5 separate regions of the Sus scrofa genome follow, and regions 2, 3, 4 and 5 are each linked to region 1. The links are chromatin contacts, called in public HiChIP or PLAC-seq maps. All regions are on one chromosome and are shown on one strand. The core of a region is the stretch at or near the end of the contact, and the rest is flanking DNA. Distances in the headings are between cores, read along the strand shown. Region 1 has its middle 100 kb from the start of TSEN15. Region 2 overlaps C9H1orf21. Region 3 overlaps C9H1orf21. Region 4 overlaps C9H1orf21. Region 5 overlaps C9H1orf21.

What was found. HiChIP or PLAC-seq counts read pairs in DNA pulled down with a chosen protein or histone mark.
Region 2: a contact with region 1 is called in an H3K27ac HiChIP or PLAC-seq map of skeletal muscle. The contact joins two enhancer-like sites. A contact is called at or near these places in 2 of 47 Hi-C or Micro-C datasets (heart right ventricle and skeletal muscle) and 1 of 2 datasets of contacts at active chromatin or transcription factors (skeletal muscle).
Region 3: an H3K27ac HiChIP or PLAC-seq map of skeletal muscle shows a contact between it and region 1. The contact joins two enhancer-like sites. A contact is called at or near these places in 1 of 47 Hi-C or Micro-C datasets (embryonic fibroblasts) and 1 of 2 datasets of contacts at active chromatin or transcription factors (skeletal muscle).
Region 4: a contact with region 1 is called in an H3K27ac HiChIP or PLAC-seq map of skeletal muscle, with 6 times the contacts expected there. The contact joins two enhancer-like sites. A contact is called at or near these places in 3 of 47 Hi-C or Micro-C datasets (heart right ventricle, psoas muscle and skeletal muscle) and 1 of 2 datasets of contacts at active chromatin or transcription factors (skeletal muscle).
Region 5: a contact with region 1 is called in an H3K27ac HiChIP or PLAC-seq map of skeletal muscle. The contact joins two enhancer-like sites. A contact is called at or near these places in 1 of 47 Hi-C or Micro-C datasets (skeletal muscle) and 1 of 2 datasets of contacts at active chromatin or transcription factors (skeletal muscle).

What each region holds. Positions count from the first base shown.
Region 1 is chr9:125,402,624-125,405,155 of Sscrofa11.1, reverse strand. No RefSeq gene overlaps it. Among named protein-coding and RNA genes, the nearest start is that of TSEN15, 100 kb to the right of the region's middle. Within about 2 kb of position 1,260, at least 33 of the 83 cell types and tissues checked have an H3K27ac peak or open chromatin away from gene starts, as enhancers often do. A contact at or near this core is called in skeletal muscle, where this site is marked.
Region 2 is chr9:125,844,934-125,847,465 of Sscrofa11.1, reverse strand. C9H1orf21 reads right to left here. Exons shown (of 6, transcript XM_003482739.3): 6 at 1,464-2,532. Among named protein-coding and RNA genes, the nearest start is that of EDEM3, 140 kb to the left of the region's middle. Within about 2 kb of position 1,260, at least 40 of the 83 cell types and tissues checked have an H3K27ac peak or open chromatin away from gene starts, as enhancers often do. A contact at or near this core is called in skeletal muscle, where this site is marked.
Region 3 is chr9:125,804,303-125,806,834 of Sscrofa11.1, reverse strand. The region is part of intron 3 of C9H1orf21; the gene reads right to left. Among named protein-coding and RNA genes, the nearest start is that of EDEM3, 180 kb to the left of the region's middle. Within about 2 kb of position 1,259, at least 13 of the 83 cell types and tissues checked have an H3K27ac peak or open chromatin away from gene starts, as enhancers often do. A contact at or near this core is called in skeletal muscle, where this site is marked.
Region 4 is chr9:125,776,817-125,779,348 of Sscrofa11.1, reverse strand. All of the region lies in intron 3 of C9H1orf21, which reads right to left. Among named protein-coding and RNA genes, the nearest start is that of C9H1orf21, 170 kb to the right of the region's middle. Within about 2 kb of position 1,273, at least 11 of the 83 cell types and tissues checked have an H3K27ac peak or open chromatin away from gene starts, as enhancers often do. A contact at or near this core is called in skeletal muscle, where this site is marked.
Region 5 is chr9:125,690,423-125,692,954 of Sscrofa11.1, reverse strand. The region is part of intron 1 of C9H1orf21; the gene reads right to left. Among named protein-coding and RNA genes, the nearest start is that of C9H1orf21, 79 kb to the right of the region's middle. Within about 2 kb of position 1,269, at least 9 of the 83 cell types and tissues checked have an H3K27ac peak or open chromatin away from gene starts, as enhancers often do. A contact at or near this core is called in skeletal muscle, where this site is marked.

The DNA of each region.
Region 1 (2,532 bases), core at 11-2,510:
CTGCTCAGGGTCCAGGGGCTCAGAGCACATTAGTCAAAGGTGGTTATTCCCAACCGCTCTGCTCACTGTGTCAGGTACATCTGGGACAGGCTCTTGGTTGGAGGGTTTCCTCTCTGGTGTCTCTGTGTGGATGCTCATCTTCCCAATTTATCCTTCAAGCAATCTCTTGCAAAAAGAGATGTGGTATCCCCCACGCTGCTCCTCACAGCTTCAGAAACTCTGGGGCTTTGCACAAATGTGTACAGAGTGTGGAGACTCCAGCCAAAAGATGAGAGTGGGAAGAAGAACTGCAAAGGGAGGGAGAGCTGAAAGGTGCCAGGCCATTAATTCCAGCTCAGTGGCGATGGGGAAGGAAGCTAACTCGGTGGAACTCCAGAGCGAAAGCAAACAGGAAGGTTTTAATGAGAAAGTCCCTGAGAGGAAATGACTCAATGGCTTGGAAAGAGTGGGCTCCAGCAGGGCTGGAGGTACCACTTGGAGCCCCATCCCCGGGAAGGCAGCGGGGCCAGTCTGGAGGGGGCTCACCAGGGAAGGGCAGGACTTTCTCTTTGCTGCCAAGACAGAGCAACTCGTCCTCCACTCAAGTTTCTCCCTACTCATTCCCCTGGAACAGGGATTGGGGAGGGGATCCTTAGGCAGGAACAGCTCATCCATCTGCAACAGGATTGATAAAAAGCATCTTAACTCTGAGACTGTGTGGTCAAGAACCTGTTTGGAGAAGGGGCTGGAATATTCTGGGGCTGTGCCTGCAATGAGGAATACATAACAGTTCTTCCAGGGCCTGAAACAGAGAACTTCCTCCTTCAAAACAAAAGAAAAGAAAACAAAAACAAAAACAGGCTGCTAAAAGGAGAACTATGGTACAGGGATTGCCACAAACACAATGCAGAGCTGGTGTGACATGAGAGAGGGGTTGCATTTTCTGACTCAAAAATCAGGGTGACAGGTTTTTTTTTTTTTGGCTTCTGAATTTGCATACATGAGATGCCTTAAAATGGAATAAAATGAAATCATACTTAGTCAGAAATGGGACAAAATGAACTTATTAGAAGTGATAACGTTGCACAAAATTGGAAGGATGCTGGAGAATCTGGCAGGAATGAACACTGTTTGGAACTGAAGTGTATCTGAGAAGAGCAGGAGAGTGAAACTTTTCAAATCCCGAGTTTATTAATTCCTGCATGAATCAGCAGCGGGCGGGGACAGAGTGAGAGCAAGCTCCCTTCTGCGCGTGGGGGTGTTGGGGAGAAGCCAAAGCCCGTCCAGCACGCTCAAGTGAACAGAGCTTGGGCTCTGGCTCTCCAACATCCTAGGCGTGTCCTCTGGCACATCTGGGGTCCCTGATCTGCCAGGAGAGGACAGAATGGAGCCTGCCAAGTGGTGGTGAGAATTCCAGCTAAGGCCAATGTCTGGCACAGACGGTTGTGCACAACGGTCAGTTCCTTCCCCTCCCCTGCCCCCTGGTGAGGGAGGGAAAGATGCCCCAGCCTTGGAAACACCCCTGCAATTCAGCAGACCTCTGGGGACTCCTCCAGAAGCATTAGGAGGCCCTGCCCGCACCCCTCAGACAAGTAGCTGAGGAGAGAACACCCACAGGTCAAGCTGCCTGCTGCTCGGGGCCACTGGCCCGGTGCCCACTGGCTGGAAAAATGCACGGAAGGGAGCTGTAAACAGTCTCAGAGGAAACGAAAGTTTCTTGTTGAATGAGGGGCAGTAAAGCCTGGTGATTTTGGAAGAGCGGAAGAAAAGGGGCAGCAAGGAGGGGAAAATGTAAAGACAAACTGTGAGCCCCAGCGTATTTTGTCTGACCTGGGGAACCGCCTGGGCAGAAAGAATGCGGGAACCTCAGTTATGCTGCAGATGGAACTTCCCAGCCTTTGCTGATCCTACAGACCACTCCTTCAGTGACTTAAAAGAGCATTTTAAAAGCCACTCTCCAAGGCCCTCCTGCAGGGGCATGGGGAAGATTTGTCACTTCTACCCAAACCCAGCTTGCAATGCTGTCACTTCTGTGCACCCTGGCTTTTTCTAAAAAGGTCTCTGTCTTTTAAATTTCATCATTTACACCACTTGCTTCAGTGACTCTGAACTTGGCATGCTGCTCTCTGAATCACATGCTTTTGCCTACATTACATAGTGGGGCTTGGAGTCCTGCCTCAGAAAGAAGTTGTCAAAGCTTCCCATTGCTTTTCCAAGGCTGCTGGCAGTGCAAGGCATCAGAAACACACTCTTCCTCCAGGTCTTTCTTCTACCTCTACATCAACCTTGAAAAAAGATCCCAAGCTGGGTCATGATGTCTAAGAGCTCAAGCCAATTTATATTAATACATTCTGGGCACCTACTATGTGGCAGGCATGACGGGGATCCTGGGGTAAGGATCCTTAGCTTCTACACTGCAGGGTCTTGCTGCCTGCAAAGAAGCAACATACAGGGTCTACGTAAGGTCTGAGGCATGAGATAGATGCGCCCCAGGCTGAGCAGCTGGAACCTGTCCGCTGTGGACAGATACTTGAAGATAAAGATTATGGTAGC
Region 2 (2,532 bases), core at 11-2,510, 440 kb before region 1:
TCATCATGCCCTTAAATATATCATAATCCCTCTCCCCAACCAGGTCTTATTCTTCTACTAGGTTTTAAGCAACTTAGCAAGAAGTTTCATTTCTGAGAGGTACGAAGAAATAAAGCTCTGAGCATGTCTTCCAGGGGGGAAGGCAAGGCAGGCAGATTTGCTGTAAATTTAGAGAGCGCAATCCGATGCCTTTTTCATGAGAGAGTTGGGAGGAGGAAGGAGAGAGCCTTAGATCTGTTTTGCCTTTCATAAAAAATATATCAGCGTTTCGGAGTCCAAGATTCAGAGTCAGTATTTTCCTGGATGAAGAACTTGATAATTTTTCTTCCTAGGAAACTGACATATTTAACTGAGTTTCCTTTCTAGACTAGTAGATACAGAAATGCGCTTTTTCGATTCTTGCCCAATGTTTTGGCAGAACTTGTAATCAGTATGCCAAGAGGCCTCATAGGCTACGGGGGTAAAATTCCTCTCTCCCTTAGCAGGCTTATGGGCGAGTCTGGCTAAGAGCAAACAAGTCTCAAAGAGATTGGGAGGAGGACAAAGCTACTCCTCAAGGTGGGATGGCATCAAATGGGGACCAAAAGGCCAGTGGGTGGGGTGGGCAGGTGCCATCATCCCTGGGCCTGCTTCTGGGGGCTGTCAGGTTGCAGGCGCGGCTGCTTCGGACCCTGGGTGACCCCTAACATGGAGGTGGAGCAGGCTGGCCCCAGCACAGAGGACTGAAGAACCGGGGCTACTTCTCAGAGCGTCAGAGCCCGGACTCAGACCCTGGGCGCTGCAGACCTGGGAGAGACCTGTCTCTTAGCAGGCCGCTGGGTGTCCGCCCCTGTATCTGAGGGCTGACCTAGTTTTGTGTCTCCAGCCTTTGTACCCTCTTTGTCCCTAAACAGACCGCAACACCACCCCATGCTCCAGCCCGGGGCTAGAAGGCATCACTGAGGTGAAAGCCTCTTTTGAGGTTCTCGGCCAGAAACAAACACACATTCAATTATGACAGCAGTACTCTGTGATCCTGAACCTCCGCCAAGCAAAAGAAAGCCACGCACAGACGGCTGAACTCTGACAATTCCACAGCTCAGGGCACATAAGGCGTGTAATCCAGCTGTAAATCCTGTCGACAGTCCGCCCCACCCACTGGCCGCTAAGCAGCTGGATTCTGAACGGCACCCGGGCCTCAGCCACCCCGCCGACCCTCTCTGTCCTCAAGGCTTCTCAGTCTGTTTCGCATCATCCTTTTTCTTGCTCAGGCACCAGCCACTCCCCTCCCTCCCTCCTTCTGTCTCCCTGAGTCCTCTGAGATAAGAGCCAGCAGAAGCACTCGCCTCTAGATGATTCTTTCATTGTATCTGAGACAATCTGCTTAATGGTCAGATATGGGAGGGGGGGAGAGAAGAGAAGGCATAATGTTTTTGCATTAGACCTTTTCAGAAGGCATTAAAAAAATAAAGTACCAACACAGATCACTTGACAAATTTATGATTAAAACCAACAAATGGAAAACAGACAGTTTTCAGTGTTGCTAACATAATTAAGCATTTCATGCCAACCCGCTCAGCCACCCTATTTCTCAGATCTATTTCTAGATGTACCAGATGTGTCTGCAGATGAAATCAAATTTTTTTTTGCATATCAAAGAGGTAGCCAGTGTAAAACCAGGGGAACAGAACTCCTGGTGACAAGCCACTGGGTCCCAGGCACAATACCTTGGGTTTCAGGAAACACTCATAAAGCCAGATTCCCAAGGGATGCATGGTTCAGGGTACATGTGTACCATGTCACAATGTTACACGTGACCCTAAGAAAAAGACATGAGCAGCTTTCATCTCAGCATAGAAGGGGGTGGTAATTTTCGGGGAAGACATAATTATCTCGGACACCGAGTAGGAGAGTCAGATGGAAGACGTTTAGTGTCTGCTTCATTCTTGCTCCATAAGAACAAGGGATCTCGGGAGAAGGTCATCCTTGGAACAGGGAACAAGTCCCTGGGTGGACGAGTCTGAGGTGGGGCTTAGCAGGTCGTTTACAGCGAGGAGAACTATTTCAGGCGCTTGGCCAAAAACCATACAAAGGGAGGGAACTGAAAACCCCAGGCGACTCGACTCTCCCAGCATTTTTCTGCTTGAAGCAGGATAAAAAGCCTGAAATTTTGGCTGCATCTCTATTTATGTAACAACTACAGCTGCTCCCCAAAATAGCTGCTGCTGCTGGCAGAAAGAGGGAAGGGCTTCTGTTGCTGACATCGAGTCCATTTTCTCTAGGGCTGGGCTGGATTTCCTTGCTCCTGCTTTCGGTGTAACGGGGTCTAAACGGAGCTAAGGAATCGCACCCTGAACACATCGGCGGGTGCCATCAGCTAGTGGATGGATTTTTAGGCGGCGGCGGCGCATCCTCTTGGTGAGACCACGTGAGGCTTAGGCTAGTGGCAGGTGACCTCCGGACTGTCCAGAGCGGGGGAACCACCCACTGCGGGGCGGGGGGGGGGGTGCGTGCGGCGGATGGGCAGACCCTTCGCGTTCAACGACCCCGCCA
Region 3 (2,532 bases), core at 10-2,509, 400 kb before region 1:
TCTGCCTTTAAAAAAGAGAAAAAAGAAAACAAACAAAACCAAGACAGGCTGGAGGAACGATGAGGCTAATGGGAGCCTCTGATAGAGCAGAGCCAACAGAGAGGGCTGAGAGCCATGCCGCGTCCGGGGTGCTCTGGGAACAGGAACAGAGAATTACACTGGAAGATGACGGAAGAGGTAGCTAAGACATTATTTCCCTTGGCAAGAAAAAGCTATTTAAATGGCATTTGACACTCATAAACTTCGTACCTAAAATAAACTGGGACCAAGTGGGAATAAGATGAAGCCATTTAAAAGGGCCCTTGGTAGGCAGTTTGTAGAGCTGTGTTTTTATGATCCATCCGTACTGGTATCGGAATCATCTAGAATGCTTGTTAAAATACAGATTCCCAGGCCCCACACAACACCTCCAGAGTGTGCATCTCTGCGACTGTGCCCAGGAATCTGCACTTTAATTTCATTTTGAAATTTTACATAAATACATATACTTTTTTTCTGGCTGTGCCCACGGCATGTGGAAGTTCCTGGGCCAGGGTCTGAACCCACAACACAGCAGCAACCCAAGCCAGAGCCGTGACAATGCCAGATCCTTAACCCATTTTTTGAGGCACCAGGGAACTTCAGAATCTGCATTTTAAACAAGAGTCCAAGGTGATTCTTAACTCAAAACAGTTTGAGGACTTTTATTTCAGAGAAAAGGTACTTTTGGGCTTAGAGTTCCCTCTCTCAGCCTTCCTGAAGGCAGTTTTCCAACTGAGCCTTGGGGTCTTGCAGAGCTGCCTCAGGGCTCAATAGCAGGCCCTCCCAGAGCAGCAACCCCTTGAATTGTATATTCAGGAGCTTTCAACTCATGTTGGAAAGAAGCAGCCATTTCTCAAAAATGTTTGCAAACCACGGTCAGGTAGTGACAGGTTTATTTAAACAGCAAATCAAAGAACTTCTTTAGCTTGGAACAATTTTACTTCTTTATGCACAGAACACACTTGTCAGGGTCTAGAGTAAACTCATCATTCTCTTCTTAGATTCTCTCCTGTTGGAGGCAGTCAGACCGACTTTATTTCTCCTGCTGTTCCCGATCCCCAAAGGGAAAGTCAGAACACCAAGATAAACTGATGGCTTCTTTACAACATGCTCTCAAACTTCAGCTCCTTAACTGTGAAGGAAGCAACAGATCGAGTCCAGGGAATTGAAGAAAGCACCCTACCCCCTGCTGGCGAGAGGAATTTCTTTCCTCCTGTCACTTCTTTGCCTGTGGTCCCACAAAGTCGGAGAGCACTGGGGCAGCTGCAGTCCTGGGAGGGGCCCAGAGTTAGTCTGAGTGGGAATGTGAAGGGATTTCATTTTCTTTTTTCTGGGCTCAATAGCAGGAAGTTCTATCTTATAAAGAAAGCCCAGGGGCCAGATGTATGCAGGAAGCTGGAAGCCTAGAGAAAAACAGTGGAGGCGGAGTCGTAGCTCCTGGGACGGAGGGGACTACACAGAGAAAAGACACAAAAGCACTACATGTGAACTCCCAATGGGTTTCCTTCCACACACAGACTCTGTGTGTGTGTACTTTCCAACCACTGCATTTCAAAAAGTACCCGAAAACTGGAAAAGGTAAACACTTTAACTAGAATTAGGAGATTTGGGTCCATACACATGAAGAACACGTTCAGCTTCGAAGGTGACAATGAGGGAGTTCCCTGGTGGCTACACACCCAAATGCAAGAGACTGGAGAAAGGAGAGCCCTACTATGTGCTTGGAAGGAACAAAACTGGAATATTTATAAACAGCCCTAATGACTACCATAACGCTTACTTTAAAAAAACAAAAACAAACCTATATTTTCTTTTCTTTTCTTTTCTTTTCTTTCTTTCTTTCTTTTTTTTTTTCTTTCTTTTTCTTTCTTTCTTTCTTTCTTTCTTTCTTTTTTTCTTTCTTTCTTTCTTTCTTTCTTATTTTCTTTCCTTCCTTCCTTCTTTCTTTTTCTTTTTTTTTTTTAGGGCTGCATTCGAGCATATGGAAGTTCCCAGGCTAGGGGTCGAATCGGAGCTGTTGCTGCCGGTCTACGCCATAGCCACAGCAACCTAAAATCCAAGCCGCATCTGCGACCTACACCACAGCTCACAGAAACACCAGATCCTTAACCCACTGGGCCAGGCCAGGGATGGAACCCAGAATCTCATGGATACTAGTCAGACTTGTGACCCCGGAGCCCCAAGGGGAATTCCTTTTTTTTTTTTTTTCTTTGTGGCCACACTGTGGTATATGGAAGTTCCTGGGCCAGGGACTGACAACACTGGATCCTTGAACTCACTGTGCAAGGCTGGGGATTGAACCTGCACCGTCACCGCAAGCCGAGCAGCTGCAGTCGGATTCTTAACCTACTGTGCCACAGTGGGAACTTCAAAAAGTGTATTTTCTTGACCAAGAACTACCTAACACTGATCACTGGGAACTTCCTTTCTCAAGAGTCTGATGTGTAAATTCATCAAGTATCTTATTTGTACTACATGTGGGGAAAAAACCGTAATTACCGAACGTTTGAA
Region 4 (2,532 bases), core at 24-2,523, 370 kb before region 1:
CAAAGTAATATTTTCACTGTAGGAAATGAATAATTTGTCCTACCAAGTGCCATTAACAGTTTGGAATATTTTCTCTGCTGATTTCACAACTCTTTGTTTCTTTCTCTCTTTCTCTGCTGTTTATTTACAATACTGGAATTATGTAAATAAACATTTTGTGAACAAATGATTTTTAAAGGTTTACACTATTTCATTATATAGATAAACTATTTAATAACCTTTAGGCTAATACGAGGATGTGGGTTATTTCCAGATTTCCACCATTACACGTAATGCTGCAATAACTTCCCTTTTTTTTTTTGGTCTTTTTGCCTTTTCTAGGGCTGCTTCCCGAGGCATATGGAGGTTCCCAGGCTAGGGTTGAATTGGAGCTGCAGCCACCGGCCACAGCCACAGCCACAGCCACGCAGGATCTGAGCCGAGTATACGACCTACACCACAGCTCATGGCAACGCCAGATCCTTAATCCACTGAGCAAGGCCAGGGATCGAACTTGCAACCTCATGGTCCTAGTCGGATTTGTTAACCACTGCGCCATGATGGGAACTCCTGCAATAACTTCCTTTATACATATCTTTTATTTCCTTTTTCTTAAAAGTATTTGATCAATTTGTACATGAGCATCTATCTTTACTGCTTACAGTATTTTCATCCAGAAAGGTTGTAACCATATACACGCTCAAGCGGAAGGACACGAACGTCTGATCCACTTGACCTTTGCCAGAAATAACAGCACAATTTTTAAAACAAACCCCAAAAAAGGCATAAAACAATTTCCTAGACAAAAAATGTATCTTATTATTTTCTTAAATTTGATTTTTTTTTTTGCTTCCAATAATGGTAATTTTTTTCTTTTCTGTATACTATCTTTTTTCTTTTGTTTCTTATCCACAAACTCTCTATTCATGTACTCTGCCCATTTAAAAAGCTGAATTGTTCAAGGTATCCTTATTATCAGACAAAACCACTCTTTATATTAAAGACATTAAATCTCTTTAGGTGATAATATTTGTTACAAATACATATTTTTTTAACTGGGTAGTATTTCTCTTTTAAATGTTTGTTGTACTTTTTGTTCTAAGGAGTTTCAAATTTGCATATATTAGGCATGAATCACCCCTGCCCTGCCCTGAGCTCTTTTCTGTCCAACTCACATTCTCAAGAGAGTTTGTTCCCGTCCAGACGAGGCTGTGGGTCCTCCCTTCTGCCAGCCAAGCCCAGCTGGTCCGGGGTGGGACAGCTGACCAGAAAGAAGCAGACACTGGCTGTGCAACCAGCGTACGTCCAGTGCTCACACTCCCGGTCCTTCCAGAATCTTGAGTCACTTCTCTAGCTCAGTCTCGGGAAGGCGCAGCCCAATTAATCCTTGCCCTTGGATTAATCCCACATCCCTTTCCAGTAAACCCTCCATATACCTGTGGTCTTTTGAGTTGGTTTCGTTCCTTACACTCATGACTATCGTTCGTAAAACATGGTGAAATAAAGTAATTCTTTCCTCTGTGGTTTCTTCCACTGCTTTTATATTTCAAAATCCTTCCCAATCCCAGTATCACTTAATAAACAGTCACCTCTTTTTTTCTCCTATACTTTAAAAAACATGAAAAAAACCAAAAAACCCTCCCACATAATTCTCCAGTTCTCCGGAGTGCATTTTGGTGTGTGGTTTGCTGAATAAATCCATTTCTTCCCTTAATGATAGTAAATGTGTGTGTGTGTGTGTGTGTGTGTGTGTGTGTGTGTGTGGTTGTGTGTCTTTGTAGTTGTGTGTCTCTGTAGTATTTTAGGGCTATTTATTCTGTTCCACCGATTCTTATGTTTATAATACACTGACAGGTTTATTATATATTTTGATACTTGAGATATGAAGTTCCTTTTCATCCTCTTTTAAAAGGACAGCTACCCTGTTCCAAACCATCTTGTATTCAAAAGACATCTTTTGGGGGACTGTGGGAGGGAGAAGGGAGATGCTGGTCGAGGGGACAAACTCAGTTGTGAGATAAATACGTTCTGGGCACCGACCGCCTAGTATGTGCCTACATACTACAGTGACTACAGTTAACAACACTGTATTGTATACTCGAAATTTGCTAAGAGGGCAGATCTTAAGTGTTCTCACTACCAAAAAAAAAAAAAGAAAAGGTAACTGTGAGATGATGGGCTGTGGTATTTCACAATGTATACATATATTAGATCCCTTTGTATATCTTAAATATAGACAAATTTTGTCAAATATACCTCAACAGGGCTGAAAAAGTCTCTTTAACACAACAGAGTCCTTTTCTTTCATCATGTCACCAGCTGGACTATCTCAAGCTCTCAACAGCCAGTTATGGTTTAACCAAGTCCCATAAGGCCATCCTCACAAATCTGGAAGAGACCTGACTTCTGGAGGGCTGGGTTTACTGCCACAACCTCTGCTCCTCAGCCCTGCCAGATGAGATTCAGAAGGCAGCTAAGAGAAATTGAGCAAACATGCTGTGGGCAGCATTACAATCTGCCTCTTAAAAATGGGTGAAGAAGAAAAAAAAAGGT
Region 5 (2,532 bases), core at 20-2,519, 290 kb before region 1:
GTGTAGGTCACAGACCCAGCTTGGATCCCACATTGCTGTGGCTGCGATGTGGGCTAGTGGCTACAGCTCTGATGTGACCCCTCACGTGGGAACTTCCATATGCTGTGGGTGTGGCCCTAAAAAGCAAAAAAAAAGGCCATTTCTCACCTAGACTCAATTTATTTATATACTTTGTTTCAACATTTACCGAATTAAGATATACCTGCAAATCTTTTTTCCAAAATATTTCAGGAAGCCCTATGAGGTCTAAAGATTATTACCTATTATGTTTTGGCCCAAGGGTGTTGATTTCAATCGTGTATCAAGTGAAAAAATGAACAAAGCTTAGCTCTCTTATGTCCTCTTCTCTATTCTGCCTTTAACAGACTAAAATAAATGTTTTTAATGTTTCTTACAGAGAGGGCTGAATTGAAAAAGTCTGTGGAATAACTGTTCTTCAGGATTTAAGAGTTTAGTGCCTTTACCCTGTAGCTGAAAACTCTCTTCCTTTATCACCTGTATGTGTTCACACAAGTTCATGCAAGGCTGACATTCTTTCTGGAAGGCAAGAGAGGAAAGTATCAGATCCTGATTAAAGCCGCCCACCCACACCAGGGTGAATCCATGCAGAAGAACTTCGCCCTTTCTAGAATTGCTCCTTCACGATCAAAGCCAGTGGCAGACATTCCTGGACTTTGAGTTCTCTTCTCCTCTTTCCACTCTCAAGACTCAGAATACCAAGGGCATATGAAGGAAGTTGCCAATCTTGTGTCAGTGGGGAACTTTCTGTACCAGGACACCCATGATTGGCATCTTCTGACAGCTGGCCTGCCAGTTCACCGTGTCACTTGTGACAGATCCACCTGATTTCCTTGGAATTATCAGTACCCTAATAGTAACAGCTGTTTTCCCTTTTTTTGGTTTTAAAAACCTAGGTAGATTATGAAATGCTTTGCCAAGTACTTATAAGTGCACGAGAATAGTCTTCTGTGCACACTCTGCTATGCCGGTGGCCTGGCATGACTTTCCAGGAGCATTGGGTGAAATCAGTTTGCCCAGTAGGCTCCCCTATGTGGCCCGGGAAAACAACGACAGAAGATAGATGGAAAGGAAAAAAGAAAAGTCAAGAAATGACTAGACTGTGTAAGTAGAATAAGGATGTATTACTAAAAAAAACGAACAAACAAAAGCGCAATTTGATTCTAATCTAAGCAGATAAGTTCACAATCCTTCCTCAATGGTCAGTGAAGGATATCCTGGCCATCTGTGTGTTGAAACGTATTGTGAAGCACAGACGGAATCCCCGCCCTTGAAGGGCTCGCATTCGGACGGGACTGACAGATCATAAATACACGAGTAGAATTCCAATGACACCCCGCCGGGAAAGGAAGTCTCAGAGATGTGCTTCAACGTCCTAGGATATTTCAAGCTAGTTCAATGAGTGCTTATCTCAGTTTTATTTTCTGCAACAAGACACGGAGAGACATCCAGCATCGTGTGCTACTCTTAGCAAACCCTTGGTTAGAGACGCTCACTTGGGGACAAGGACAGCAAGACGTGGCGCGTCCGTTTGGAGCTGTTGATCCTCTTTAACACCATCAACTACAACAGAACTGCAGCTGGATTAATCCCCTGGAAAGCTGAATGTTACCTGCCTGATGCTGAGGACAAGAGATGAAAGGCCATGGAGCTTTGTCTGACACACACCCTGGAAAAGCACAGGGGATGTTTTCATCACTGAATTACAAAGTCTCAACTCTTCCACAAGGAAAGAGTGTTTCACATTTCTGATTCAATTCAATCTCTAAACTTAATGTGGAAATGGCTTGCAGCTCAGTCTTAAACTAGTCACAACGGTAGAAAAAAAGAAGTAGGAACAACAGACATAAAAGACACGAATTACCTAAACTAACCATCAGGCACAAATGGGAGAATCGTTTAAAAACCAAAGAGCCTGCTGGTGGATTGTGGTGGTAACATGTGAGTATGCGTATGTTTCCTGCCCTCAGAATTATAAAAACTTGTAACAAAGTAATGTAGTAACACTAATAAGATCTGAAGGCTACAATCTTAAAAAGCATTTCTCTCTATATCTAAAAGCACATCCCTCTCTTTCCACAACAGACTCCTTCCCCCTTTAACCCCCTCCCTACTAAAATAAATAAACTCATCCATCAGAGGCTGCTGCAAGCTCCAGCCTAAGATCTCTCTCTCCCAGGGCTCTGCCTCAGGCCACAGGATCCCAGGTCTGAGGAGAAGTCAGCCGTGATCCAGTGACTGAGTAAACCCATCACTTTCCTGATGGGCAGAGGGTGGTTTACTGAAATGAGCATCCCTAAGGGAAAGCCTTGGCTATCTGAAATTCTGCCTGCTAGAACCTTCGAGTGCTATCCAGAACAGCTCAATTGCTGGCAGTGCCCTGAAAACACAGAGAAAGCAAAACATAAAACCTTTGTTGGTAAAGGACTTAGTCTCTTTTTTCTCTCATACACACACACACAATAAAAATTCTAGAGATACAAAGACTACATCCAGTGTTTTGTGATTTTTGTA